Linked DNA regions of Mus musculus: all the other regions are linked to region 1. A link is a contact called in public promoter capture Hi-C data. All regions are on one chromosome and are shown on one strand. Each heading gives the region's core, a stretch centred on a gene start, on an enhancer-like site or on the middle of the called end of the contact. The rest is flanking DNA. Distances are from core to core; before and after follow the strand shown. Region 1 holds the start of Atg7 (autophagy related 7). Region 2 holds the start of Rad18 (RAD18 E3 ubiquitin protein ligase). Region 3 holds the start of Tmcc1 (transmembrane and coiled coil domains 1). Region 4 holds the start of Mbd4 (methyl-CpG binding domain protein 4). Region 5 holds the start of Raf1 (v-raf-leukemia viral oncogene 1).

Evidence for each region. Promoter capture Hi-C pulls out the DNA fragments that hold promoters and counts their contacts.
Region 2: a contact with region 1 is called in a promoter capture Hi-C map of pre-B cells, with 4 times the contacts expected there. The contact joins the promoter of Rad18 here to the promoter of Atg7 in region 1.
Region 3: a promoter capture Hi-C map of pre-B cells shows a contact between it and region 1, with 2.8 times the contacts expected there. The contact joins the promoter of Tmcc1 here to the promoter of Atg7 in region 1. A contact is called at or near these places in 1 of 39 promoter capture datasets (pre-B cells), 1 of 484 Hi-C or Micro-C datasets (B cells) and 1 of 115 datasets of contacts at active chromatin or transcription factors (microglia).
Region 4: a promoter capture Hi-C map of pre-B cells shows a contact between it and region 1, with 2.9 times the contacts expected there. The contact joins the promoter of Mbd4 here to the promoter of Atg7 in region 1. A contact is called at or near these places in 2 of 39 promoter capture datasets (neutrophils and pre-B cells).
Region 5: a contact with region 1 is called in a promoter capture Hi-C map of pre-B cells, with 7 times the contacts expected there. The contact joins the promoter of Raf1 here to the promoter of Atg7 in region 1. A contact is called at or near these places in 2 of 39 promoter capture datasets (hippocampal neurons and pre-B cells) and 1 of 115 datasets of contacts at active chromatin or transcription factors (pancreatic cancer cells).

Annotation. Positions count from the first base shown.
Region 1 is chr6:114,639,697-114,645,229 of GRCm38.p6, reverse strand. Atg7 (autophagy related 7) reads right to left here and starts at 2,103. Exons shown (of 19, transcript NM_028835.5): 1 at 2,080-2,103.
Region 2 is chr6:112,693,575-112,699,107 of GRCm38.p6, reverse strand. It overlaps Rad18 (RAD18 E3 ubiquitin protein ligase), which reads left to right and starts at 2,438. Exons shown (of 12, transcript NM_021385.2): 1 at 2,438-2,564. The coding sequence starts at 2,514. It overlaps Gm35824 (a long non-coding RNA gene), which reads right to left and starts at 2,440. Exons shown (of 2, transcript XR_377964.4): 1 at 853-2,440; 2 at 621-738.
Region 3 is chr6:116,190,739-116,196,271 of GRCm38.p6, reverse strand. It overlaps Tmcc1 (transmembrane and coiled coil domains 1), which reads left to right and starts at 2,898. Exons shown (of 6, transcript NM_177412.1): 1 at 2,898-3,014. It also overlaps the pseudogene Gm8213.
Region 4 is chr6:115,851,078-115,856,610 of GRCm38.p6, reverse strand. Mbd4 (methyl-CpG binding domain protein 4) reads left to right here and starts at 3,270. Exons shown (of 8, transcript NM_010774.2): 1 at 3,270-3,474. The coding sequence starts at 3,401. It overlaps Ift122 (intraflagellar transport 122), which reads right to left and starts at 3,083. Exons shown (of 29, transcript NM_001167763.1): 1 at 2,902-3,083. The coding sequence starts at 2,942.
Region 5 is chr6:115,674,597-115,680,129 of GRCm38.p6, reverse strand. It overlaps Raf1 (v-raf-leukemia viral oncogene 1), which reads left to right and starts at 3,495. Exons shown (of 17, transcript NM_029780.4): 1 at 3,495-3,894. It overlaps D830050J10Rik (RIKEN cDNA D830050J10 gene), which reads right to left and starts at 4,162. Exons shown (of 1, transcript NR_152134.1): 1 at 1,763-4,162.

The sequences.
Region 1 (5,533 bases), core at 854-3,353:
CACGCCTTTAATCCCAGCACTCCGGAGGCAGAGGCAGGCGGATTTCTGAATTCGAGGCCAACCTGGTCTACAGAGTGAGTTCTAGGACAGCCAGGGCTACACAGAAAACCCTGTCTTGAAAAACAAAAACAAAAAAAAAAAAAAAAAAAAAGATAATCACTACCACCTCATTTAAAGTGTACAATTCACTGACACTTAACTTACAAATAAAGCCTGGTACATAATAGGCATTCGCATGTGTCTTTTATTTGGTATTCAAGTATGCCATTTACTTGGTATATCTATGCATATTTGTTAAACATATATACCAGACACTGCTTTGTATGTTAGGATTTAATAATATAAAAGTCTTGTATCACAGTAGAACTGACTATAAAGAACTAAGTGCATTTAGCTACAGAGGAGAGAGGAAGGCAGTCTAGCAGTTTTCAAAGATACACATGGGGCAACTAAAAGCAAGTATGACTCTAATTGGGCAATGGGCTGTGACTGCAAGCCACAGTCCTTAACTCCTCACATGACTTTTTTGAGTAAGAACTGGGTGGAGGCAAGCTGGAAGCAACAGGAAGTCATGAGCTTTCACAAACCAAGGCCAAAAAAAAAAAATAAATAAAATAAAATAAAATAAAAAATAAACAAATAAACAGTCTATGGGAAAGGAAAAGCCCGAGGCAGAGCCCTCAAGTCTACAAGGCAGACAGGTCTGTTTACCAGTTACATGGGTTTTAAAAAAAGAAAGACAAAGTCAAACCAACATAAAAAGCCACCAAATTAGCACGTTTGAAAGGGAAAGCACATTTGTGACCAGGATTTATAAATAGGATGCCTGATATGGGAGTGAAGCTCTGAGGTGATGATAGAGTATTTGCTGTCAATATGACTCCAAAGTCTCTTTTTTTTTCCCCAGGAACCACTTTCCATTTGTTTACCCCTGTTTCCCCCCTGTATAAGCTATAAGGCACACACACACACACACACACACACACACACACACACACACACACCGTCTTGTAATTTATCCATTAGAAATAGGAAACCCTGGATGTAAAAAAAAAAAAAAAATCAATAAATAGTCCATGATATTATGATGCCCAGCATGCAGGAACACATCAGAAAAACAGGCGTAGTGGTACACACCTGTAATCCCAGGACTCAAGGAGGTGGAAGTAGAAATATAAAAACTCAAAGGCCGGCCTCTGCTTCACTGAGTGTTCAAAGACAGCATGGGGTGCATGGCATTCAGTCTTAAAAAAATAAATTAATTTATACTGGAAAGCTGACTCGACTCAGTGCTTACAAAGACCTGGGTAGGGTTTCCAGCACCCATATCAGGCACAGCTTGCCTGGAGCTCCACTTCTGCTGGGGTCCGCCATGTCTTGTCTCTGGAGGCATGAGACCACACACGCATACACGCACTCAAAGTTACAAATAATTTTAAAGAATTAAATAAAATTGCAGACGCAGGTTGATTCGGTCTCATCTCAAATTCAATTTGGCATGTGCTGGTAATTGAACCCAGGACCCTGGAACGCTGAAGAACCGCTCTGGGACTTAACTACATCCCACACCCGTTTTCCAGTTTGCAAAAGGGTTTGTGTCCGATTGCCTAGGCTGGTTCTAAATAGCAGTTCTCTTGGCTCAGGTTCCCTGCGGCTGGGGTCACCTCTCTCCGCGACCATGCCTGGCTCAGAAACTTTCTGACAAGTGCATTTGCCTCACCAGGCTGATTTCCTATAAAGTACTAATTTGTAATCTCTGGGTCCTTTAAGGGGATGCAGAACCTCTAGTAGAAAAGATTTAATTATGTCCTCCTCATAAGTAACAAGATCAAGTCCCTTCACAGTCCGGGGACACAAGCTTACTCCGTGGCCGGTCCACACACGCCAAAGGCAGCACTTCACAGAATGAGCAACCAGAGGCGCCTCCCGACCCGGAGATCGCAACACTCTCTGCCGGAGTACGAGGGGACCGAGTATAGACAGGTGAAGAATATTCCAGACCAGCCCAAAACTGGCTTCAGCTTTCCTAAGTGAACCCCGCCAGCCCCGGCAGCTGCTCCGCAACCACGGCTTACTTACCGCCGCTCAACTTCCGGCAACCACAGCCCCAGCCGCGCCGCGCGGCCCAATGACGTAATAACCCAGCCCACACAAACGCGGAAGCGCGGCGCGCATGCGCACTACAACAACAACGACAAAAAGGGTCCCCACAACCGCAATAACGGGGCGAAACTAAGGCTAACCTGTAAGCCTTTTGGGGCTTGTAAGGAAGATTACATTTTCCTGCGAGTGACTCTACAGTACTACGGAATTATTATCAAATTCCCAGGGTAGTACTAGAGTACAGGTGTTGAAACAAGGTTTATTTTTATTTTTTGCATTTTTAATTTTTTAAAAAGGTTATGTCCTCCTCATATTTACACTACATAGCCATGGCTGTTCTGGACCTGTATACATATACATCAGTCTAGTCTCGAACTAACAGAGATTGCTTACCTTTGCTTTGCCCCAGTGCTGGGATTAAAAGCTTGCCCAACCAAATATAACTCTGGAAAACCAAATAGAATCTAAAATATCCACCAAGCTACTGCAGCCAGCAACTTCAGTGACTATAAAATCACTTCTTAAGAACCTAATATGGGCCAGACGGTGTGGGATATGTCTTAAATTCCAGCATTTGGGCTGGGCGTGGTGGCACAAGATTTTAATCCCAGCCCTCAGGAGGCAGAGGCAGGCAGATTTCTGAGTTCAAGGCCAGCCTGGTCTACAAAGTGAGTTCCAGGACAGCCAGAGTTATACAGAGAAACCCTGTCTCGAAAAACAAAACAAAACAAAACAAAACAAAAAATCCAGCATTTGGGAGGCAGAGGTAGGTGGATCTGTGAGTAGTGAGTTCTGGGACAGCCAGGGCTACACTATCTCAAACAAAACAAACAAACAAATAAAACGAACAAAAAACTTACTACTGGGAAAACATTTTTTTTTTTGACAGGATAATGAACATAATGAAATGCTCTAGCCTGGGGAGTCTTGCACATGAGTGACTTCCTTAGCGACAAGAGTGTACTTGACTTGATTTAGTTCTATAGTCCAGGATGATCAGAGCTCAAGGCAAGCATCCTGATACCGCATCACCATTGCTGAGATGGCAGTCCACGGACACCTTTCCTGGCACACAGTGCCTTTGGAGTGCCTCTAGGGATTCATCATAATATCTTGGACTATTTATTGATTTTTTTTTACATTAAGGGTTTCCTATTTCTAATGGATAAATTACAAGGTGGTGTGTGTGTGTGTGTGTGTGTGTGTGTGTGTGTGTGTGTGTGTGTGCCTTATAGCTTATACGGGGGGGGGGGCAGAGTAAACAAATGGAAAGTGGTTCCTGGAAAAAAGAAAGAGAGACAGACAGAGAGAGAGAGAGACAGACACTTTGGAGTCAGAGTGACAGGAAATAATCTTAGACTCTGAAAAATAAGAAAAAAAACCCCACAAAATGAGCGTTAGGAAGAAGGCATGAAGTTGGGGAACAAGGAATAACTACTGGAATGGAAGACCACCCTGAACTACAGGTGGGTAAATGTCTCCAGGACCACAACTGGCTACCAATCACAGCTGATCAACAATTTTGCACCCAAGTCATCATCTTGCCCCAAACATCACAGAGAGCAAGATGGAAGGTGTGAATTCCTGCTTCTGATAAGTTTTCTCTGCTTAAGGAGTAACACACAAGACCAGAAAAAAAAAGGCAAATGGGAGCTAGTATAATACAAGAGGGCTGGACCATGCTGTGCTGGATGGACTGTTCCCTCTCCTGGCCAGCCTGTTCTCTGGTGGCTTCTTTGATGGGAGAAGCTAACCTTGGGACAAATGAAAATTTATCTATCCCCACACACTCTTCTCAATATTTTCAGTGGTATGCACAGAGTAGGCTACATTGAAGTGACACTGTGATCATTCTTTTTAGGATGGGGACTTGGAATGCTACATTGGCCTAAAGCTGTAGAACTAGATATCCTTACACTGAGGTTATGCACGGGACTCTGCAAGACCTAGAGCCTAGGTTCAAGATCCTAGGCTGAGCCTGAGGCTGGTCCTTTGTGATTACAGTGAATATTTTTGATTGGGCATGTGCATATCTACCTGGGGGAAACAAGGAACAAAGCACCAAGCAGTAAAAGGTGTAATGTAAGGAACTGTATTAGCTGAGACTTCTCAGGAAGGCACTGCCCTCCTACAAATGATTCCAGAGAACCCCAAGATGATTGTCTTCAATGTAAATGACTCAGAACTTCAGAATGTCAAGGGGTCGACTTGGAAAAACATTGTGTACTTTAATTTGAATTCAATGGTATTTTATTGGGACAATGTACTCCTGAAAGTCAACGGATATTGGAGGCATTAAAGAGATTGTCCAGAAGCATGAAGATATAACAGTCTCGTCATTCCCAGTGGTAGGGAAAAAAAGACATGCACCACAAAAAGAAACAAAACAAAACAAAAACAAGAACAAGAGAATGATCACAGAACAGCCTATGACTTTTACAATGCAACGAATATACTAAATACACCCTTTCTACAAATGGACTTATATTATGTTCAGGATCAACTTGACAAAGGGGGGATGTTGTTTGTCTGTCAATGGATCAGAACACAGAGCATTCCAGTGTGATATCACATACCTGGAATCTCAGCACCTGAGACTTGGAGCATGCAGAACAAACATTCCACCAGATTGAAAAAGTGCCCTAGAGACAGACATATGTTTGAAGAGGAATAGAACACCGATGAGAAGATAGCTATATAAATAGATAGACAAATAGACGAGAAATAAGTGGGTGGATAAAAGAAGAAAGCAAACAAGAGCAAAAAACAGCAAGGCATTTGCTTATGGGAATAAAATACATATTTAGTTTGAGCCTAGATCCAGAGGCAGGGGGGTGGCAGTGAACTGGGACCCAGCAAGGTCTACTACATCCTCCAAAGTAATGTGGGTTTGAATAGTTGGGACAAATCCACAAAGAAGAAGAAAAACACATCCAGAGTTAATGGTTTGAATATCGTGAGCTTCATTGAGAAACATAAAGAACGAAGAAAATGAATGAAGAAAGATGTAAACAAGCCTCAGTGGGTGACAGAGATGCCTAAGACAGGATGAGAGCAGAAAAAAACACACTAGATCTCTGCTGAAGACTGGCTGTACTTCTGTACTAGTCAGGGTTCTCTAGAGTAAGTGAATTTTTGGATAGTCTCTATATAGTAAGGGAAATTGTTATGATGACTTAAAGTCTGTAGTCCAATGCCCCAACAATGCTCAGGTGTGAATAGGAAGTCTAAGGATCTAGGAGTTGCTCAGTCCCAAAAGGCTAGTAGATTCTAAGAGATGTGCTGGCAAGTAAAGCTTGGAATCCAAAGAGGAGAAAATCTTCCTTCTTCTAATATCCTTATGTGGGTCTACAGTAGAAGGTGTGGCATAGATTAAATGTGTACCACCAAGCCTGTGTCTGGGACTTGTTTTGTCACAGAGTGAACTTGT
Region 2 (5,533 bases), core at 1,189-3,688, 1.9 Mb after region 1:
GGCATCTGTTTTTCATGGAGTCAACCTATCCTGGCTCTTCACTTGGGGCTAAGTATTATGGGAGAGCCTCTGACTCTTGTCTGCTTTTTAAATACAGAACATTTTGTTTTTGCTCCTGAATAAAGAGGCACAAGCTCGTTATTGATCTAAAAGAAGGGCATGTTTCTCAGAGACAGACGGCAGCTTGTCAGGAGACAGGAGAATGGCTCTTGAGGCTTAAGGGAGGGAAAAGGGGAGGCATATTGCCCTGAGCCCATAATGGTCTTTCTAGAACCTGCTTGTTCCCTGGAACTTTCCTCCCTAGGCCCAGAGGTGACATGGCTCCTTGGGTGCTGCTAAAGAGGACAGGAGGAAAACATTTAGCTCAGGAGGAAAAGATGACCTGGGAATGTGAGCTCACTGGTAATTTGCTCATTAATTCCATCTCACTGAGTGGTTGGTGGCAAGAGTTCAGAGATGAATGGCATTGGGGTGTGACCTGGAGGCTCTGCAGAGAAGAGAGTGCCTCCCCAGCCCCACCTCTTTTCTCTCTTTCCTCATTTCCCTCCCTCCTTCCCCCCTCTCTTCCTTTCCTCCCCCTCTCTCTGTCCCTCCCCTATTCTTCCCTCTTTTCTCACACATTTCTCTTTCACTCCCCAGTCATTTGTTAACCTAATTGCCCAGTATCCAAAGAGAACCCTAAAGGAATAACTATGGCAAACTTGCTTTTTTGTTATTGCCGTATCTTTGCACGGCAACCTGCCCCTCCGATGTTCCCAGAACTATCCAGCAGCACCCAACTCAACCTAGAGTTCATGTGAGTACTCTCCCCTGATGGGTTGGTACAAATCCACCTTGCATCTAATCTGCCACCTGCCCCTCCGATGTTCCCAGAACTATCCAGCAGCACCCAACTCAACCTAGAGTTCATGTGAGTACTCTCCCCTGATGGGTTGGTACAAATCCACCTTGCATCTAATCTGCCATTTACCTCCTGGCTGCCGACTTGCTAGATTCAGTGTCTGAATCCTCTTGCTGTTCTGACACTGGGTTCCGTATCTGCATGCGGAAAGAACTGTCTTGACCAGACAGACTCTTATGAGACGATTCTGTGGTAGTTTATATGCTCAAAAGCCCAACATCCTGAGTTCAAGCCCTGCTTCTACTTAGCTGCAGAATGCTCTGCACCAATTACCCATTTTTCTTTCCTTTGAATAATGAGTAAACCAAGTAAGTGCATGATGCAAAAACAAAACAAAACAAAACAACCCAAAGCCACAGGAGTGCTTTGAATACAGGTGGTCTAATATGTGTTAGCTATTACTGTAATAAGTAAACTATCACCTAAATGTTGTTTGTGTTGGTGTTGCACAGTTCATCTGTGACTGTAGGCTAGGAAAAATTAATTGGCTCAGATTACAGGGATTATTTTATGATAAAAACTCAAAAGAATGAATTCCTAACCTGCTGGGTTTTAGTCTTCACACCTGTAAAGTGTCTGTAACAGCCACATCTCTCCCCCTACTTTCCAGGAGAGCTCACATGCCTGGTCCATTGTAAGTCTTCAAAACATACATGTTGAATCGGTGAATGTGTGGGCCACCGGGGTATCAGTGATACCGCAAGCTTCGGGATTCTGTCTTGCGAGTCATCTGGACCAACTTGTGGCCCCTGAGACCTAGTACAGCGGAGGCCCACAGAAGGCAGAAGATGAGTGCTGAACTGAGTAGCCAGGCTGGCTGTGTGTTGGTCAGCGTTCCACATCCAGATAATGGAGCTCTGGTTAAATGAGCCTAAAAGGAACCTTTCTGGAGACAGGTCCGGGAGATAAGGCGTCACCTGGGAGATGGAAGAGGGTGAGGAGCCTCTCAAGTAGATGGAGTAATTTGATAAAAAAGAATGTGGGTTCCTGTTAAACTGATTTAATAACACTCTTTGCTAACACTGGTCCTTTTATACATGGGGACTATCTGAGAACTAAGTGCCAATATTAGCCGTGGTTACCTTTGAAGAACAGAGGCTCTATGTGGCTCTCGTGGATGCTTACAGAAAGAGGAGTTGAGACAGAAGTGTAACTTTAGATATTTTCAAGGAGCAAGACAGATCTCTAAAGCAACCAGAGATTACTACCTGAAGAGGGAAGACCTGAGCCTAGATCTTGAACTCTCTACCAAGGCTTAGGCTTCATTTGGTTTCTTTTTCCTAATATTCAATCACCTTCCGGAATCTTTTGTTTATTCATTTTATAAGACAGATTAAAGCTGCTTTTAATCTTTCACTTATCTTCTTGTCTCTCGGGATCCAAGAGGTCCAAACGCCTGCATCGCTCCAGGCTACGCCCTGGAATGTCTCACTTTTTCCCCTTCGGTCTTCCGAAGCCGCTAACGTCCAACGCACAAGAACTACAGCTCCCAGCATGCCGTGCGCTCGCCGCGAGCGCGCCGCACGTAGCTGACGTACGGTGTAGCGCGGGGAATTTCGAGTAGAGGAGCTGCGTGGCGGGCCGGTAGCTGGCGGTCTCATCAGGTGCGGCCATGGAGGTCCTGGCCGAGCCGCGATGGCCTCCGGGGTTGGCGGTGATGAAGGTGAGTGTCGGGGGAAGGCCGGGGCGCGGACGTCGTCGGTGCGAACAGGCACCCCGGTCCGCGCGCCGCCGCCTCGGCCCTAACCTGGCCTCGCGACGCCGGTCCTCAGTTTCCAACCCCCGAGACGGTCCGGGAACGCGCCGCGGCCCTGCGCAGTCAGCCTTAGGTCGCCGCCCTAACGAACCGGATGTTTTGGGTTTCTGTCACTATCACCGCGTCTCCCCGTAAAGTAGTGTCAACGATGGTGACATCACATCCTACGAGGACTCCTGTGTTAACAGTGACACCACTCGTGATTTGTGTGGACGTTGCATCGGATGACATTTTATAATCAAGCAGTATAGCAGAGGGTCCGCTTATCATGGTTTTCCATTTCTGGCTGTGGTCCAGAAGTCCTCCACGTTCTTAACACACTGCATCCGGCTTCCCTGCCTAATGTGCCCTCCATGACTCAATAATGACGCATCTCTCTTTATTTAACTTTTATTTATTTTATTAATTTAGGAGACGAGGTCATACCCTGTAGCCCCTGGCTCACATCTTTTTAAAAGAGAGACCAGGACCTAGACCCAGCGCTTAGCCTTTCCTTTTAAGGAATTATTGCATACTGAATTATCTCCCTTAAATAACATTTAGTAGGATGTGTTGTTTGTTTGTTTGATTGTTTTTGAGACAGGGTTTCTTTGTGTAGCCTTGCTCTTGTAGGACCAGGCTGGCCTTGAACTCAGCGAGATCTGCTTGTCTGCCTCTGCCTCCCAAGTGCTGGGATTAAAGATGTGTGCCACCTCTGCCCATCCGGTGGATGTTTTTTGTTTTGATGTTTGTTTTCTACCAAGATTGGGTAGCCCTCCTGCCTCTGTCTGCTGAGTGCAGCAGGCTTACGTTGTATCTGTTATAACCTAGACGGTTTCCCTATGACAGTTGGTTATTCTTTGCTTTTATAATTGTTGTTTTTTGAGACAGGGGTTTTTTTGGATATCCTTGGCTGTCCCGTAACTAGCTCTGTCCTCTGAGTGCAGGCTTTTTCCTTCTGTTCTTACAAACAATGCATCTATTACAACCTGAACATTTCCCTTCCACAACTGATTATTGTTTGTTTTATTTTGTGTGTGTGTGTTGTTTTTTGAGACAGGCCTCCTTTGTTGAATCCCTGCCTATCCCAGAACTAGCTCTGTAGACCAGGCTAGCCTAGAACTCACAGACCTCAATGCCTCTGCCTTCCAAGTGCTGGGATTAAAGGCATGTGCCACCACTGCCCAGCACAAGCAGGTTTTTATAGCTATGTAATGTTTCATATGGACTGTAAATGACAACTTTTTGGTTTGTGTTTGGCTTTATGACGGGCTCCTTATGTAGTAGTGCAGGTAGGCTTGAAGCTTGGATACTCCTGCTCCTGCCACTGAAGTGTTAAGATTAAAAGTAGGTACTCCCTTGGTTGTATTTGCTTATATTTACATTAATTATTCTAAAGAATTATTTATTTTATTTTTCGCATTGAGTGCTTTACCTACTTGTATGTATATGCACTGCATACATGCCTGGTGCCCATGGAGGTCAGAGACGACGTCCTCTCGCCTGGAGCTGGAGTCCTGGATGGCTGGGAGCCGTGTGTGGGCACGGGGAATCCAGCACAGGTCCCCTTAACTGCTGAGCCATCTCTTCAGCCTCCACAGTGTTTTAAGTAACAGATTCATACAGTTCAAGAAATACATAAAATAAAAACGATCTCCTTTCCGCCATGTCCCTCATTGCCCAGTCCCCTCATCTTAGTAACTCTGATGATCACTTTGTCGCATCCTTTCAGAAGTTTCTTTATATATGGAATATAGTCTACTTTGTTGGTGTCGGTGGGGTGGTTTTTTTTTTTTTTTTTTTTTTTTTTTTTTTTTTTTTTTAAAGAGCAGCGTCTCACTCTGTAGCTCTGGCTGCCCTGAAACTATGTAGATCAGGTTGGTCTTGAACTCACAGAGATCCTTCTGCCTCTGCCTCCTAAGTGCAGAGAAGCCTGTGTCACTATCTTTGGCCTACTCTACATGTTAAATCATCTCTCTGTGTGTGTCAGGATGCTAGCCAGGGTCACTTCCATGCCAGACAAGGACACTGCCACCTCCCTAGCTCCCCACACTTCCATTTCTTGAGAATAAAGCACCCCACTGTCATTGCTATCAGTCCCTTTCTTAAACAAATTAAAGGATTTTAAGTTGCAAGAACCAATCTGGTTCTGCTGAGCTTGTTGTCCAAGTGGACACTGGCTTTCGAAGGCTTTCTCATTGGCTGCACTGTGCCTATAGAAAGTACCAGACTACCATGAGGAGGGTGGGTATGTCAGCCTTGGCTTGAAACAGGCCCAGTATTGTGTGCTTACCTGGGATGTTAGTCTCCTCATTGCGAAATAGAGATTTTAATCGGATAGTTTAGTATTTATCTATTTTATTTATTTTTGTTTGAGATAAGGTCTCATTATATAGCCACATCTCGATTTGCACTCAATCCTACCTCAGCGTCCGAATGCTGGTATCACAGGTGCATCGACCGACCCCACTAGAGACTCTTTAAGTCTTTGGCTTTATTAGTCTTTTGTCCTGGCTGGTTTTGTCTCAACTTGACACAGGCTAGAGTCATCAGAGAGAAAGGTGGTTGAAATCTTCCACCGAGTGGTGACTCTGTGCCAGAGGATGGGTCTGAAAGAAGAGCAGGGATGAAGGAGAAGAGCAGGGATGCAGGAGCCCTTTGTGAAGGGCTAACAGTGTGGCCCAGGAGCCTGCAGCTCCACCTGTCCACAAAGCAAGTAGGATAACCTGAAACTTAATATTCAGGGGGAAGCTTTTCTCAGTCATGATCCTTTGTTATTTGTCTATAGTCAGATTTTGAATATGTATCACTCACAAATAAGTGTTATGTAATTCATTTTGGGGACTAGAGGGAAAATTGTTTGCCAGGCATTGAGTGTGCTGTTGATGTCCTGCTGA
Region 3 (5,533 bases), core at 1,649-4,148, 1.6 Mb before region 1:
TGTTTATTTCCTATAGAAAGTATTATTAAATAACATTTGTTAGTCAACTTTGACTATACTTTTTTTTTTTTTTTAGACAAAATCTCACTAGTAAACTAGACTGGCCTTAAATTCCCTAAGATCTGCTTGCCTCTGCTTTCTTAATGCTGAGATTAAAGGCATATGCCACCAACGCAAGCTAACAGTGGTTTCTGAATGGTACTGCGCATGTGAAATGTTTGAGGGTTAGCAGCACTACTTGGCAAGGATTCAGAGGTGTCTTTGTTGAAGTGGGCGTGGCCTTATTGGAGGAAGTCTGTCTGCTACCTGCTTTGCTGATAGGGTACTAAACCTTGGAAACAGTAAGCAAACCTAAATTAAATACTTTCTTTTCTTAGAATTGTTTTGGTCCCTTTTCCCTTTCTGCCACCGCCATGCCATCCGGACTGAGGAAGACCCGGAAACTCCGAGGCCACGTGAGCCACGGCCGCATCCGTAAGCACCGCAAGCACCCAGGCGGCCGCGGGAATGCTGGAGGCAGGCATCACCGCAGGATCAACTTTGACACATATCACCCAGGTTGCTTTGGGAAAGTTGGTATGAGGCATTACCACTTGAAGAGGAACCAGAGCTTCTGCCCAACAGTCAACCTGGATAAACTGTGGACATTGGTCAGCGAGCAGACGCGGGTCAATGCAGCAAAAAACAGGACTGTAGCTGCTCCCATCATTGATGTTGTTCGATCAGGCTACTACAAAGTTCTGGGCAAGGGAAAGCTCCCTAAGCAACCTGTCATCGTGAAGGCCAAATTCTTCAGCAGAAGAGCTGAGGAGAAGATTAAGGGTGTTGGAGATGCCTGTGTTCTGGTGGCTTAAAAGCCACACCGGAGGTTAATTAAATGCTAACATTTTCAAAAAAAAAAAAAAGAATTGTTTTGGTGTCTCTTCATTAAGACATTTAGCTTTTTATTTCTTTTCTTTTGCTTTTAAAAATTAAGTATGGCTAAGGAGAGAAGTATAACAGGTAGGTTACCAGTCTTTAATTTTAGCTACTCAAATGACAGTGTGGATACTGTAGTTTGAATCTGCAAATCCCTAGATGAGTAAAATGTTACCTTTTGTTGGTTAATGGCCATTTTTACATCTTGTGAAATACTTACCAAAGCTTTTTGCCTACTGTTTTATTGGGTTGTTTGTCCTATTATTTCGGGCAGAGGAGGTAACTGTGTAGTTTAGCACTTACTTAGCAGGCCAGTTCAATCCTCAGCCCTGAAAGAAAAGGCCTTACATCTCCTAGACTAGACAAGACTTTCATTGGATATACTCTACTTCTGAGTTCATTTATCATCAGTAATTTGCTTTTTTAATTACTCAAATGTTTATAAACAACATGAATTTTGATAAAATTTAACTTATCAAATAATGTCATGGTTCATGACTTTAAAATAAATCTTTGCCTAACTCAGGGATACAAAGACTTTTCTGTATTTTCTTCTTTCTTTTCAGTCTTATCTTTAGGTTTATCACCCATTTTTTAAAATCAGCTTATTATTATTATTTTTTACAATGGCATACATGCTTAGCCTTCATTTTCTGATCATTTTCCTTGGTGGCTTTATTCATGCTGCCCCTTACATGTGCAAGCTCATCCTCACCACCCTCCAATCTGAGTCAACCCTGCCACCTCCTTCTCCTTCACCTTTCCTTTAATTTATCAAAATGTATATCCATTTTACTCCCAATGTTTTTCTCTATGAGCACACTGCGTCCTTGCTTTCACCATCTTGCCAGTTGCTTCCTGAATGACCTCCCTCACCCAGGCCACTTTTCACATGGCTGCATAATAATTTAAAATCAGACATAATAATCAAGTTCCTAGCCCTGCAACCACGGCTGAAGAAAAGCTCAAAGGCTTCCTGAAACTCTCAGAAGTCCCAAACCTTTTTTATCTACCTCTTTTCACGTGCAGTCTAGGTCCTGACTGCAGCACCCTGACCAGTAGCCCCTTAGCTCCCCTTCTGGCCAGGCCGTGTCCTCACCCCAGTGCACTCTTTGCAACTTAAGGATTGTTAAATTGGACTGTAGCTCCATCATCCCCAACTACATTTCGCCCATTTGGTCTCCATCAGCTTTCAAACTTCACGAGCCAATGGACTCTGTTTATTACCGTTTTCCACTCACAGATCCTCCAATACCGGAAGAAGCTTTGCCATCTTAGTGACGGACGACTGAGTTAGAGACATCCCGATAATTAAAGAGATGAGCTACTAGGGGTTTTGTCATTGACCTAAAGCCAGTCCCTAGTTGGAAGGCCCTGGGAGTCAAGGTAGAGAGAATTGTGCGACTCGGAGGAGTGGGTCCCAGAAATTAGCTTTAGCCTGTTTAGCAGGACAGCTGGCCTGAGTTACTGAGGCTCTGAGGGCACCCGAAAAGCAGAGAAAGGGGCTGAGGATACGTGGGGTCCAGAGGTGGAAGAGCCGAGAAGCTGAAGAGCCCACGGTCCGAGGGGTTGAGAGGCTAAAGAACGACAAGCCGAGGAGTCGAAGAGCCGAGATGCTGAAATGCTTCAGCGTCTGAACTGCAGGAACGGTCAGGAAAAACTCTGGCGGAGGATGCCGCACCACCTGCAGCGCCTCCGCTTACTTGACCTGCGCCCGCGTGGGGGGGTGGGCCTGAGGCGTGGCTACACCTCTGGGTCGGGTCACGCCCCCACGGCGTGCGCGGTCCCGCTCGGCACCGCCTTGCGCATGCGCTGTCGGCGGGAGGCGGAGGTTGTGGGCGGCTGTGGCGACGGGGTGCGCGTTCTCGTTCTAGCTGTCGTTCCCTCGCGCTGGTTCGCGCTCGCGCGCCGGGGCCGTGGCAGCGGCGGCGGAGGCGGCGGCGGCAGCGGCTGAGGCGGCGCGGGGGGCGGGCCGGGAGGGGGGGGTGGTCGGGGTGGGGATGGACCGGGCGCGGCGGCGGCAGCTGCAGGAGCCGGCGCTGGAGACCGAGCCGCGGCGCTGGCGGAGACGCCGGCTGTCCGTCGTCTCTCCACCGGTGAGTAGGACTGGCCCAGGCCGTGGGTGGGGACGGGCGATCTCTTTAGCGCGGCCCGTCGCGGTCGCGGGGCCTCCTCGAGGCCTGGCGCGGATCGGACCTCTGGTCGCTCTGGCGGCGCCGAAGCCCCGGGCCTCCGGCCGGACCCCGCGTCTCCGGGCCTTCTGCCTGTCATTGGGACAACCCCCGCCCCCGCCCCCGCTCGGGCACTCTCCCCCGCTCTCCTTTGGGCAGAGCTGAGCGAGGGGCGTGTGAGGACTCGCGCCCAGGCCCAAGGCCTCCTGGCTAGCCGAGGTCTGAGAGTCCTCCCTCGTCCGGCCCTGCGGTACCCATAAGTTGGCCACCGAAAGTCAGCCCTTGCCACCTGAAACCAGTCTTGCACCTTTTGTTTTGATTTTGAACTCGTGGTTTAACTTGGAGGAGGAAACCCGCTGTCCTGCGAAGAATAGGTGAGATGGGAGTCTAGGTGGTTAGGATGCCCTTTATTAACCCTTTTTGTGGAGAGCAGGGGGCCCGCAGTGAGATGCATTTCGCTACAAAACCTGAGATTTCAGCCTCAGCCAAAGTGTGGACGGTGTTGGTCCAGTGATTCAGTGTCTGTCCCACTCCATCCCTGGACAGCGTTGATGGAGGTTCCCCTACTGGATCTGCTGCTGGGGCTTCTGGAGGTAGCCCACTTGAGCTCTTGGAGAATATCTCTCTGTGCTCTGGTGTCACGTTTTACCTTAGTCTTCATAGATCATAACCAATGTCCAGGCTTAGGTTTTATTGGAAAAAAAAAAAAAACGACTACCATGCACCCCTTCTAAAATGGTTGTTGTCATAGCCTGACATAGTTGTCAAAAGATCCATGTGCACATGCGTCCCTGGAATTCCTAAATTGGCTTTTCTTTTAAGGAAAAAAGAAAAATAGAAAGAAAACAAACACAGTAAAAACCCCAAGATTGAAAAAGCAGGTAACAACTTTAGAATATAGCACAAGTTTGATTTGTTCCTCTCCCTGTCCTGTATCTTAAATTTTAGAAATTAAACTAAACCTTTGTCTTTGAGTGTATAGAATTTGCATAAAGAAATTGTCACAAAGCTTGGAGGAAAACCTTAATAGAAATGGTAAGATATAAAATCCTCCAGGACCTGGGGTCTTACCCCCCAACTTTCATTTACAGATTGAGACTGAAATTGTGAGTGGGTGGTAGTTTTATCAGTGTCTCGTAACAGAGATACTTAGAGGTGGGATTTTAGATCAACAGTACCTTGCCCTCCACCAACAGAATTGGTTGTGTTTTTTGAACTTACACACCCACTCTCTGGCTAGTAGAGAAAGATTAAAAAGCTGCTTCTGGTTTGTGGGTGGTAACCTTTTAATTTCTAAAGAATTCTCATCTGCTTACAGACTAGATAGTTGATGAGCCCCATAGGAAAATTCTAGATATTAAAAATTCATTAGCACATGATCTAGATATCTTGTCATTATGGACGCTTATTAAAGACTTGACGGGATATCAGTACCATGTACTCTGTATAGGAAATGAGATTTCTCAGAGTATTTGCATCTTAAGATAAACAGAAGCACAAACAGTGACAGTGTTATGTCACCTCTCAGTTGTTGAGTCTTTCATGAGCATAAACCTCTTGGAGTTTCAGTGTCTTGGACTAGTTGGTGAACACCAGCAATTTGAACTGTTTGGTTCATCTCTACTGGAATGATAGCCCTTTTCTATAGGAGAAAGCATAAACCCAAGAACATTTATGAACCATTCACTCATTCACCAGATATTTACTGAGCCTTTACTCTGGCCCAGAATTCTTTTTAGATTATAATAAAGGAACAGAACAAGGCTTCTGCCTCAGTGAGCTGCATTCTGGGTGTGGAGCAGAGGCATAGACAACAAATAAGCAGGCATGACCATTTCAGTGACTAGAGGACAGCAGGCAGTAAGCGCTTTGGGTTTGTTGTTTGTTTGTTTGTGAAGAAGAAAGTAAATATTTTAGCTTTGAGGCACACAGCCTCTGTTGTAGCCATGCAGTTATTGTTTCAGTATGTGCAGCAACAGACAGAAAGTAAACTGGCATGTCTATTTTCCAGTTAAACTTAGACCCTGAAGTTTGAATTTTCACATATCATGAAATGCTCGTCCTTTCCTCTTTCAACCATGTAAACATGTAAAACTAATCTTGGTTTACAAGCCACTTAGAAACCTGGGGCAAGCTGAAACTAGATTTCTATAGAAAAAGTTTGCAGGTCCCTAATGAGGATTATGATAAAAACAAACAAACAACAAACAAAACAAAGAAAACACTAGTGTGACAAGTAACTAGGGGCTAGGTGGAGGGTTGCTGAGAGAAGCCTTGCTAGGGAGAACTTGAATTATGGCCTGAAAGATGGAAGAGCTTTTCTGACAGGTGGAAGTGTGAAGAAATGACCATGTTCCTTGCATCGAAGTCCCCATACACCATGCTCTTCTTGCTTTTGTGCCTGTATGTATGTATGTATGTATGTACTCCATGTATAGCATGGC
Region 4 (5,533 bases), core at 2,021-4,520, 1.2 Mb before region 1:
CCAGAAGCACAAGCACAGAGCAGGAGCCTGTGACTGAGTCGGGGCGGGGCTAGTCAGGGCATCTGGGATGGCTGGATTCTATCTAGGTGTGAGTTTTGTTCTGTTTCCTTCCATTACGTCAGCTGGCATATGTAGCCATCATCAGGCTGCTGGCCTACAGAATCTCTGCACCTCCTGCTCTAATAGACTGCTTCAAATCTGTAACAGCCCTAAAAGCAGGTAGCCAGTCCTTACTGGTCTTTCATTCACTTATTCCTCCATGAACACACACACATCTACTCACTAAATACTAAAAGGCTCCAGAAACATTTGGAAACAAAATACAGCCATTGCTTTTACAAGGTTAAAAGACTTCTGGGATAAACAGATTAAAAAATAACTCTTACACCCAACAGACTCTTAAGCACAAGAGCAGAACGAACAAAATTCTGTGCCAGGGGTTGAGAACAGAGCAGAGCAGGCTGCATTTGACCAGCAAATGTTTTGCTTGGCTCACATGGTGTTTTACTTTGTTTTTTTTTTTTTTTTTTCTAATTAGGTGCCAACATTTAAAAAATCAGGACATTTCACACTTCAAACGCAGATTCCTAGCTTCTGGTAAAAATAGGAAGATCTGCACACACTAGGCCAAATTTCTACCCATGATAATTGGCAGGAGCAGAGCAGCAGCTGCCCCTTTCATGCAGAGTGGGAGCCTTCCAGTTTGCCACAGCCCTTGTTACTCCCTATTGCTCTGACATGGAAGCCAATGCTTGGTTGCCAGTGACTGCCACCTTGTGCACCGGTGCTCCTTTTTGTTTGTTTGATTGTCTCACTGTGTAGCCCTGGCTATGCTGGAACTCACTATGTAGACCAGGCTGGCCTCAAACTTAAAGAGCTCCAACTTCCTCTGCCTCCTGAGTGCTGGGATTAAAGACATGCATGGACCACCACCCCTGGCTGTGGGTAATCTTATACTAGAGTGAAGAGACAAGTAATAAACTCTGTTATTACCTCAGCACTGCTGAAGATGAGGCAGGAGAACTAGAAGCCTAAGGCCAGCTGGGCTACATGGGACCCTGTCTCAAAAAAGTATTATCAAAGCCTTCTTTAAGTGCTGAGCTATTTATTGAGGCATGTGTACCATGGAGCACTTTTGGAGGTCAAAGGGCAACTTGGTCCTCTCCTTTCACCATGTGAGCCCTAGGGATCGAACTCAGATCATTATCCTTGGCAGCAGATTCCTTCAACTGCTGAGCACCCTACTGCTAACCTCCTCAAAGGTGTTTATGAAAATGAAAGGCGCTGGCAAGGTGATGCGTTCCAAGTAGCAGGGTGTACAAAAATGTCCCGCAAGTAACAGAAATCCCTTCTATTTAATACAAGTAAGGGCCACCCATTCACGTGACTCACCTAACTGAAATCAGAGCCTGGGAGAACTGGCTTTGAAACAGGGTGGCCTGAGCTTGCAAGCTGGCTCCATCACACCCAGATATGTGTACCTATCTGCCCTCTCTATAAGTCAGTTTTCTCATCTGTAAAGTGGAGATAATGACAGTACCTACCTAGAGCTGCTGTGAAGAGACACTGAGGTAAAGGGCACAAGGTCTTAGCTAGTGTTGGAATCATGTCAGCACTAGCTGCTCTTTGTGCAAGTTCCTCCAAAGCCAGCCTTGAGGGACGTTCAGGATCTCAGGAAAGGTCTCACAAGGAAAAGTCTCAGGACAGACAGTGGTGGGGAACAGACCAGACCATCTAAGAAGACTCTGAGTCAAGCTGAGAATTAGTCAAGCCAGAATTTCCTGAAATGTGTTCCTGGCTGGTGGATTTTAATGACAAAATAGAATAGGATATCAAATCATACCAAATTAATTAAGATGACAGAGTCATTCTATTGTCATTCTCTCTTTTTAAAACACTTTTTGATTTTTTTTTAAAGATTTATTTATCATGTATACAGCATTCTTCCTGCATATACACCTGCTGGCCAGAAGAGGGCACCAGATGTCATTATAGATGGTTGTGAGCCATCATGTGGTTGCTGAGACTTGAACTCAGAACCGCTTGAAGAGCAGACAGTTCTCTCAACCTCTGAGCCATCTCTCCAGCCCAATATTTTTTTTTACTATATATTTTTTTCTTTTTCTTTTTTGTTCGTTTGTTTTTGTTTTTAAAGACAGGGTTTCTATGTGTAGACTTGACTGTCCTGGAACTTATCCAAAGTGCTCTTAAATACTAAGCCTTAATCCTCAGTATTTAAAATTAAGCTTTAAATTAAGCTCACTCTTAAGTACTAATTTTGAAAATACTCCTCAAACTTCCCAATCAAGAGATGTCTTGACTTGATCGCATCTTACATGTTTCTCTGACCGTACATGGAAATGTCCTGTTTCAGACACAGTAGATCTCAGCTCAGGTGGAAATGCTCAGAACCGAGATGCAAGTTACTCACACCGTTTTGTTTGTTCCTGCTCGAAAATTTTTAATCCCGGCACTGGGGAGCTAGAAGCATATGTATCTTTGTGAGTTCAACGCCAGCTTGGTCAACATAGTGCATTCCAGACCAACCAGAGCTTTAAAGTGAGGCTCTATCTCAAAAACAAACCAACAAAAACAGGAGAAATTTAAAGAATGTCAGATAAACAAAAGTGTGGGCACTTTGAGGATGGTTAGGAAGCTGAGAAAACACTGGTGGGTGAGGAATTTTGAGAAGAGAGAAGTGAAATTGGATGATGATGACGTATAAACTGCTCCAGCCTCCCTCAGATGATCCCTATGCCCCTCCAGGAATCTCAGCTTCTCTTCCATTGGGAAGTTGAAGGCACGGAATCAGAGTCCTCGGTCCAGGCCGCAGGCCCGTTGCCATGGCAATGCGCCGGTTCCTGCCGCCTCCCCGCCATCCCCGAAGTTCCCGCTCCTCACCACTGCTCCGCTTTGTCTCTCCACGTCAACACGGCCCTCATCGCCGTTTCCCTCACGCTTCGGGCCCCTCCTCCCAGCCTCGGCAGCAACAGGCTTCTTTCCACAAACCACTTCAGCTACCTGCGCTACCCTTAGCAACGCACATGCGCAATGAACCGCGCATGAGTTTCCCAAAGCTCCAAGTGCGCATGTACAAAAGGGAGCCCACCTCCTCCGCCGAAGCGCCGGGCGCGTAGGGACGCAGGAGGCGGAAGCGTAAGTATGACACGAGCGATTGGTCCGGAAAGGTGGGTGGGGCGGGGAGTCTTGACGACAGAGGGTTTGATTGGCGGGACCCTGGCTGTGGCATCTGTAGCTGAAGCGGTGGCGGGAAGGCTGCTGTGTGGGTTGATTGACTTTCACGTCGGTGTTTGGATTCGGCTCAGTGGTTTGAGTTGTGTTTTACTCCACCTCTCGGCCTGGAGCTGCAGCTGCGCCCCAGTGGACCAAAGCAGCAGGGATGGAGAGCCCAAACCTTGGGGACAACAGAGTCCGTGGAGAGAGCCTAGTTCCAGACCCGCCTTGGGATCGCTGGCAAGTTATTAAACCTCTCTCGGGCCTCAGAGGAGTCGCTCTTGTGTGGGTCTTCCTAACCTTTAACACAAGGTGGCACCTAGAGCTGTCGCCCTGTGGGAACAAGACTAGGGTGTACCCGATTCCTTGGCCGAACTGACTGGGGAGCTTGGAGGACAAGGGAGGTTTTGTGATGCAAGCAGGTTAGCCTGGGCCGGAAGGGACCCTCAGAAATAGCCCTATGACAAGTCACAGAGGAAGCTACTGTTGTGTCCGGGCTAAAATGATGCACGTATTTGCATGTCCCAAAACTTGGGCGCTCAAACACTTTTAAGGGCTGGGCATTTAACTAAGTTGGTAGTGTTTACGTAGTAAACACAAAGCCGAGGGTTCGAGCGACAGCACCGAATATCCGGGCTTGGCGGCGTCTGCCTGTGGAGGCAGGAGGATCAGAAGTTGAAGATGAGTCTCTGGTACGTCGTGGGTTCAAAGCTAGCCTATGGTACATAAGATTCCCGGCTCAAAAGCAAACAACAAAACTTTTTTTTTTTTAATGCTACTTCCTTTTTACAGATGGAGAACGGAGATTTTGAGCTCAAAGTGACTTTCTCTTTGGAAGATCAGCTAATAATAAGTAGCGAGCTGGGGTTTTGACCCATTTTGTTAACCTAACAGTTTTGTAGGGATTCCCTCAGGTTTCAGTTACCTTGTCTCCCTATAAGATCCTTCTAGCTGATACCTAACGCCAAATTCCATCTAAGAATGCCATGGTTCTAATTGTGGTTAGTCTCTAGGTCTTGCTTAGTGTCCCTATTTCCCTATTTGTAGAAAGTAGGTTGGGTTAGAAGGTCTCTCTAGAGACCCACTTTTTTTTCTTTATGTGTTTGTCTATATACGTAGGTGTTGGTGGAGACCAGAGGAGGTGTCAGGTTCACTGGCGCTGGAGTTGCAGGCAGGGTGTTATAAGCTGCCTGATGTGGGTACGGAGTCTCCTGGAATATGTGCTCTTAACCACTGAGCTATCTCTCCAACCCCTCACTTTTAAAATGTATAGTTTAGTGATTAAAATACACTGTACTAAACACTGGAGAGATAGTTCAATTGTTTAAAGCACTTACTGCTCTTCTGTAGGACCTGGGTTTGGTTCCCAGCACCCACAGCAGAGGCTCACATCCATCTATAACTTGGCTCCAGGGGATCTAAGTCCATTCAGGCCTCAGCACCTTCATGGTGCTCATAAATAAGAATAAATAAATTCTTTAAAGGGGGAAGAGATCCACTGCACTGGAGGTTTTGTGGGAACTATCCCCCCCCCATAACAGTATGGGAGAAGTATTAGGTGGGCCTAGGTTTCGGGGTCCACTCTGCAGGTGATTTGATTTTGTTATCACACAATTTGTCAATAAGAGTAAAATAATTCTTAGAGATTTATTTATTTATGTTATATATATGTTTTATATACATGGGGTGTGGGTGTGGGTGCTTTGTCTTGCATACCAGAAGAGAGCATCAGGTCCCATGTGATTACAGTTAGAAGATTGTGAGCCATCGTGTGGTTGCTGGGAATAGAACTCAGGACCTCTGCAAGAGTAGCTCGTGTTCTTAACAGCTAAGCCATCTCTTCACCACCCAATGAGAGTACATTTTAACCTCACAAAGTGATGAGAATCAAGACTGAAAGAGAGCTGGAAGTTCTTACCAGAAATTATGTAGCTTTTGGAGGGCCATGCTATTTTACAAAAGTGGTAGTTGTTGGTTCTCAAAAATGCACACATATGTGAAGTGTTCCCCTTACATGTTTGCAGGAAAGAGGGGGTGATTCATTTGAGCAGTTTGTCTGATCTCAGATGAAAAGTTCAGTTACTGGCTCATATCTCAGACTTCCAACAACTGTTATCAGAATCCTTTATTGAATCCCTATAGTGTGAATTAAGAAAAAGTTTAGCAGGTATACTGTGTGGAGAGTCCTAACATTTAAAAACCCATGTTGAGCTAGGCAGTGATGGTATATGCCTTTCTTCCCAACATCTGGGAGGCAGAAGCAAGCAAATTTCTGTGAGTTGGAGGCCAACCTGGTCTA
Region 5 (5,533 bases), core at 2,246-4,745, 1.0 Mb before region 1:
AGACAGTGACAGTGTACTCATATACATAAAATTTTTTTTAAAAGTAACTCTTTTGTATTAATTTGTTTTTGTTTTTGTTTTGTTTTGTTTTTTAATTTTATCTGTATGGTGCCTGAAGAGGTCAGAAGAGGGTATTGGCTCCTCTGGAAGGGAAGTTATGGATGTTTCTGAGATACCATGTTGGTATAGGGAAAGGCCAGGTCCTCTACAAGAACAGAAAAAGCTCTTTACCTGATGAGCAGGGTCTCCAGCACCTTAAAAATACTTCTAAGGCTTAAAGCTTGCAGTGTCTTCTAAAAGAAATTTTACTGAGCTAAAATAAAGAGCAAGGTATACTTATCAAGTTTCACATCTAAAACCCTCAACATTGCCACTTCTTTTCTTTTCTTTTTTTTTTTTTGATATGTGTACATCAATATGTACTCTTTTTTTCCATTTTTTATTAGGTATTTAGCTCATTTACATTTCCAATGCTATACCAAAAGTCCCCCATACCCACCCACCCCCAACATTGCCACTTCTGAACTGGAGAATGCTCTAATACCGTCACAGCTGGCTTTAGCCTTCCCTCTCCCCTGCTTCTTCTGAAACATCTCCATTTTTCCCTTCCTGATCCAACACCACCTATTCATTTTTCAGACTATTTATCAGCCCCTGCCCCCAAACTGCCCAGCTCTGCTTGCAAGCTTTACCTAATTAACCCTAACATTGCCTATCAACAAACTAGGTCTCCAAGGTGGGAGACATGCAATCCGGCAGGATATAAAATGTTTCCCCAAATTCCACTCTTAGATATATACTCCAGAAAATGAAAAACGGGGATCTAGAGAGATGGTTCAGTGGCTAAGGGCACGTGCTTCTCTTGTGGAGGAAGTGAGTTCTATCCCTAGCACCCACGGACACAGCTCACATCACCTGTAAATCTGGCTCCAAGGGATTCAACGTCCTCTTCTAGATCCATAGACACCTGCATTGATATGCACATGCCACCCCTCTTACCATATACACACAGCTAAAAGTAAACCTTGAACGGAATGAGCACTTAGCCAGGAGCCCACCTTCAATTCCAGCACTCCAGAAGGAGGGGCTGACACATCTCTTGAGTTTCAGGCTGGCTTGGTTTTCATAGTGACTTTCAGGCCTGTCAGGACTACAGAGTGAGAGCTTGTCTCAAAAATCAAGTCCAAACCAAACCAAAAAAGGAACACGAGCAAGGCAAGTACATATAACACTCACTCTAGTCCCACCACTCACTGTAATGGCGAATACTGACTGCCAATTTCACAAGCTTCAGGGGCTCTCTACCTGTGGGTCTCAATCCCCTTTTCTTTCACATGGGCAATCTAAGATCATTAAAAAAACACAGATATTTACACAACCATTCATAACAGTAGCCAAATTACAGTTATGAGATAGCCACAAAACTAATTTTATGATCGGGGTCACCACAACATGAACTGTTTTAAATGGTCACAGCCTTTGGAAGGTTGAGAACCACTGCTGCAGCATCGCCTAGGAGACACACTTCTGGGTGTGTCTTTGAGGGAGCGTCTAGATTGGGTTGTTATCAGAAGACCCATTCTAAAAGTGACACTAATCCATAGGCAGAGGGTCTCAGACAGGAAAAGGGAACACAAAGGAGCAGTGAGCTAAGACCTGAGTCTCTGTCCTGACCATGGGGAGACACAACCATCAGCCTCCATCTCCTGCCATCATGGCTTTCCCACCATGATGGACTGCGTCCTTCAACTGTCAGCCAAAATAAGAAGCCCTTCCTTTCTTTTATTATTATGATTTAATCTATTTATGTGTATCTGTGTACTATGTGTCTGGTACACAGAGATCAGGAAAGGGCATTTGATCCTCTGCACCTGGAGTTATGAGTGGTTGTGACTACCATGTGGGTGTTGAGAATTGAACCTAAGTCCTCTGCAAGAGCAGCTGGTGCCCTAACCACTACCCAGTGGTTAGCCATTCCCCTTTGGGCCTACCTCCCCCCCCCTTTTTTTTAACCCTGCATTTGTCCATTATCTTGTCACAGAAACCAGAAAAGTAACCAATACAAAAGCCAAAAGATGGAAAGAACCTAAATTTCCATGGTTATCCTAGACAGAAAATCTGGTGTAAACTTCTGATGAAATAGTTTAGCTCTAAAGAGGAGTGAAGTATTAGCACACATGTGTTACAGATGAACTCGGAAACAGGCTAAGTGAAAAGACTTAAATCATAAAGGGCCCCATACTTTATAAGTATCCACGCACACAAGATAATCTAGAAGTCAGGTCTGTAGTAGCAAAATGAGTATTGGTGGTTGCTCTGGGTGGGAGCTAGTGAGAAACTAAACTGCTTAGTGGGTAATTTTATTTCAGAGTAATGGAAATGTTTTGGAACCAAAGTTGTGGTTACACAATACTGTGAACGCACTAAATGCCAAAAGATGTTTACTTATAAATGGTTACTTAAAAAAAACAAAAAAAAACTTGTCTGTGTATTTGTAAATGCGGTTGCAGGTTGCGCACGTAGCACCGGGTTCGAATGGAGGTCAGAGGATAACTTTCAGGAGCCTGTTCTCTCTTCCATCAGGTTTTACTCTGCACACTTTTTACTCTCTGAGTCACCTTGCGGGTCCCCAAATGGCTACTTGGAAAATACTTACACAGAGGTAGGAGAACCAGAGTCTGAGGCCAGCCTCAAATTAAGAGGGAATCTGGCACATGCTTTTAATCCCAGCACTCAAGAGGCAGAGGCAGAGCGATCTCTTTGAGCTCGAGGCCAGCCTGGTTTACAAAGTGAGTTCCAGGACAGACAGGGCTGTTAGACAAAGAAACCCTGTCTCGAAAAACCACAATAAATAAATAAAATTGAGAACCTATTTCAAAGAGGGGAAAAAAAAAAAAAAGCACAATTGACAATACACATTGCCCTCCAGGTGTCTATTCCACGGGGGCTGTACGAAGACGCACAACAGGCTTCAGTTTACGGTGGGCCATATTGTCGCATCAATTTTAATTTTTTTTTCTTTTTTGAGACAGGGTCTCATGCAGCTCATATGACCGTGAACTCCCGACCCTCTTGCCCTCACTTTCCAAGCGCTGGCATTACAGGTGTGCAACACCATACTTTTAGTTTTTGGTCAACTTGGTGTACTACAGCGAACACTCCATCTACAAATGAGGAACCTGAGGTTTCACATAGCATGAGGGCTTTCCCACAAAACCCCTAGGCCGCCATTCTCCACGGATGTCAACTTCGGAGAGGAAGCACCAGAGCTGGAGCCCTGTGCCGTGTGTCACCAGGCGCGTCTGGCCCGCTGAGGGCCTCGCGGGTGGCCGGACCGCGGCTGCAGCCCAATACCACTGGCCTCCAACCAGAAACAGTCACTCTGCTACCACGGAGTCAACCCCGAAATGGCGGCCGCAGGACCGCGAGGCCACGCCCCCGGAGGCGGGGCCACATTCCAGGCTCGAGCGATAGATCCCCGAGCCGAGTTTTAAGCGGACTGCCGAGCCCAGGAGCTCGCGCAGAGGCAGTGAGCCCGGCGGCGCCGCAGGTCGTGGAGACGAGTGTCGAGCGCAGGGCTAGCTCGCCCGGGATAGCCTGAGAGCGTCTTCTTCGCGGGTGCTGGTGCCGCCATCTTGGATGGCGGGAGTTAGAGCCGAGCGGACTTGAGGCGGGAAGGCTTCTCTGTTGTTCTCCGCAGGCCCTCGGACGGGCCAGCTGGCCGAGCTTTGGGGCGCGTGCCCTGAGGCGCGGGGCGCTAGTGCAGCGATGCGGGGCCTCCCCGGGGCCCCGTCCCCCGGGCTGGGGACACGCCGAATGTGACCGCAACCAACGCGTTCTCTCAACCACCGCTGCCGCTGCACGACGGGACCCGGCACTGCCCGGCTCCCTCAGGTAGGCCACAGGGCTGACGGTGCGACCGTGGGGCGCAGGGTCGGCCAGGCCGCTGTCATCCTGGTGGCGGGCCGGGCGCGGGCCGGGTGTCATGGCCGGCGAGCCAGTTTCCACACCCCTGCTCAGATTTCCCAGTGTTTCTCGGAAACGTGCCAGCGCCACTCCGGTGCCCAGCGAGCATTCCTCATATTTTGGCAATGGGGGAAAAAAAATCCTCCCAGAGCTGCCCAGTGACTGTGTTGTCACTGGGATGGGCTCGTTCTTTTTTCTCTCGGGCTGCAGAAGTGGGGGGAGCCCGGCCTTGCACCTCCTCTCGGGCTGCTTCGCTTAAGTGACACCCTTTTAGGGAAGACAAGAGGAATCGGGGAAGGCAGCGAGAGAAACCGGTCAGGGTCCCGCCTCAAAGGCTTGCGACCTCGCCTGGGGCTTCCAAATGGGTGGCCCGGGATGCTCGCGATCGGGAGCCAGGCTGCCTTTTGTGTGAAGCGACAACCTCCCAGGCTTTTGCAGAGCCGGTGCATGGATGCAGAGTTGGGACACAAACGAGGTGACCGTGTTCATTCATTGTTCTCTCTCCAGGGCCCAGGGTGTGCCTCTGGTTTTCATTCTTTGTTAGGAGGGACAGTCGAATCTCTTCTTTCCCGGTTGAGACGTAACTGGGTCCTGGGGAATGGGCCAGGTCTGTGTATAGAAGTGGGGAATGAATTCAGGGCACGTCTGAATGCCTGCAATGCGTCCTGTGGGGTCGTTGGAGACTCAGCTCCTGGGGCGTGAAAACAACCGGAGGTGATAAGGCTTGTTTTCCCAAGTGTTCTTGGGATTTAGAACAGTTAGGTGCAGAGTCGAGAAGCCCTGAGGTTCCTTGCTTGCTTCTGCGCGGAGTTTGAAGGACTGTTCCGCCAGGTGAGGCAGAGGGGAGGACATTGTCGGCGGAGGGAACAGCTGGCACCAAGGCTCAGAGGCATAGCCTGCGGGAGTTGGGATGATTTGGGGGAGCAGCTAGTAAATGTGGGGTGCAGGAAGACAGACGTCAGGGTTCAAAAGGAAAAATTGATCGCTTGTGAAGGGTCTGTGTGATGGATAGTAATGAACTAGTTCATTTATTAATTAACTTCATGTTGTGAATGTTTAGTTCTTGCTGGTTACTGCTTTGCTCCCCTCCCGCTATGGTAGTGAACAAAATTTACCTTGTTAAGTCTTGCTAACCAGTTTTGGTAATTGATAGAAAATGTTTTGTGCTTGCTTGATCACTGGTTCCTATTTGGAGATACTCTTGCAGCTATTTCTAAGGTTAACACATTCCCCAAACAGACAGAAATTGGCAGATTATAGAAAGCACCTGAAGAAGTGTAGCATGAAAGTATTTTTAATTAACCCTATTTATGTAGTAGACTCTTTTCTTTGGACAGAGTCCCCAGGTTGCAGCTTTGTTAAGACGTCTGCAGCCCTGTGAACATTCTTCTTCTAAAATAGCTCCTTCGATTAAGGCTTATGCTGAAGTGGCTATTTGGAAGTGAAGACATCAGGAGCAGTGTCCAAATCTTTGGTGCTGTGAACCACTGAAAACCACTGAGGTTCTTTTGGTTTGGTTTTACTCTTATCACTTCAAGGGCTAAGTAAGCTGTTTAAAATCCAGCAG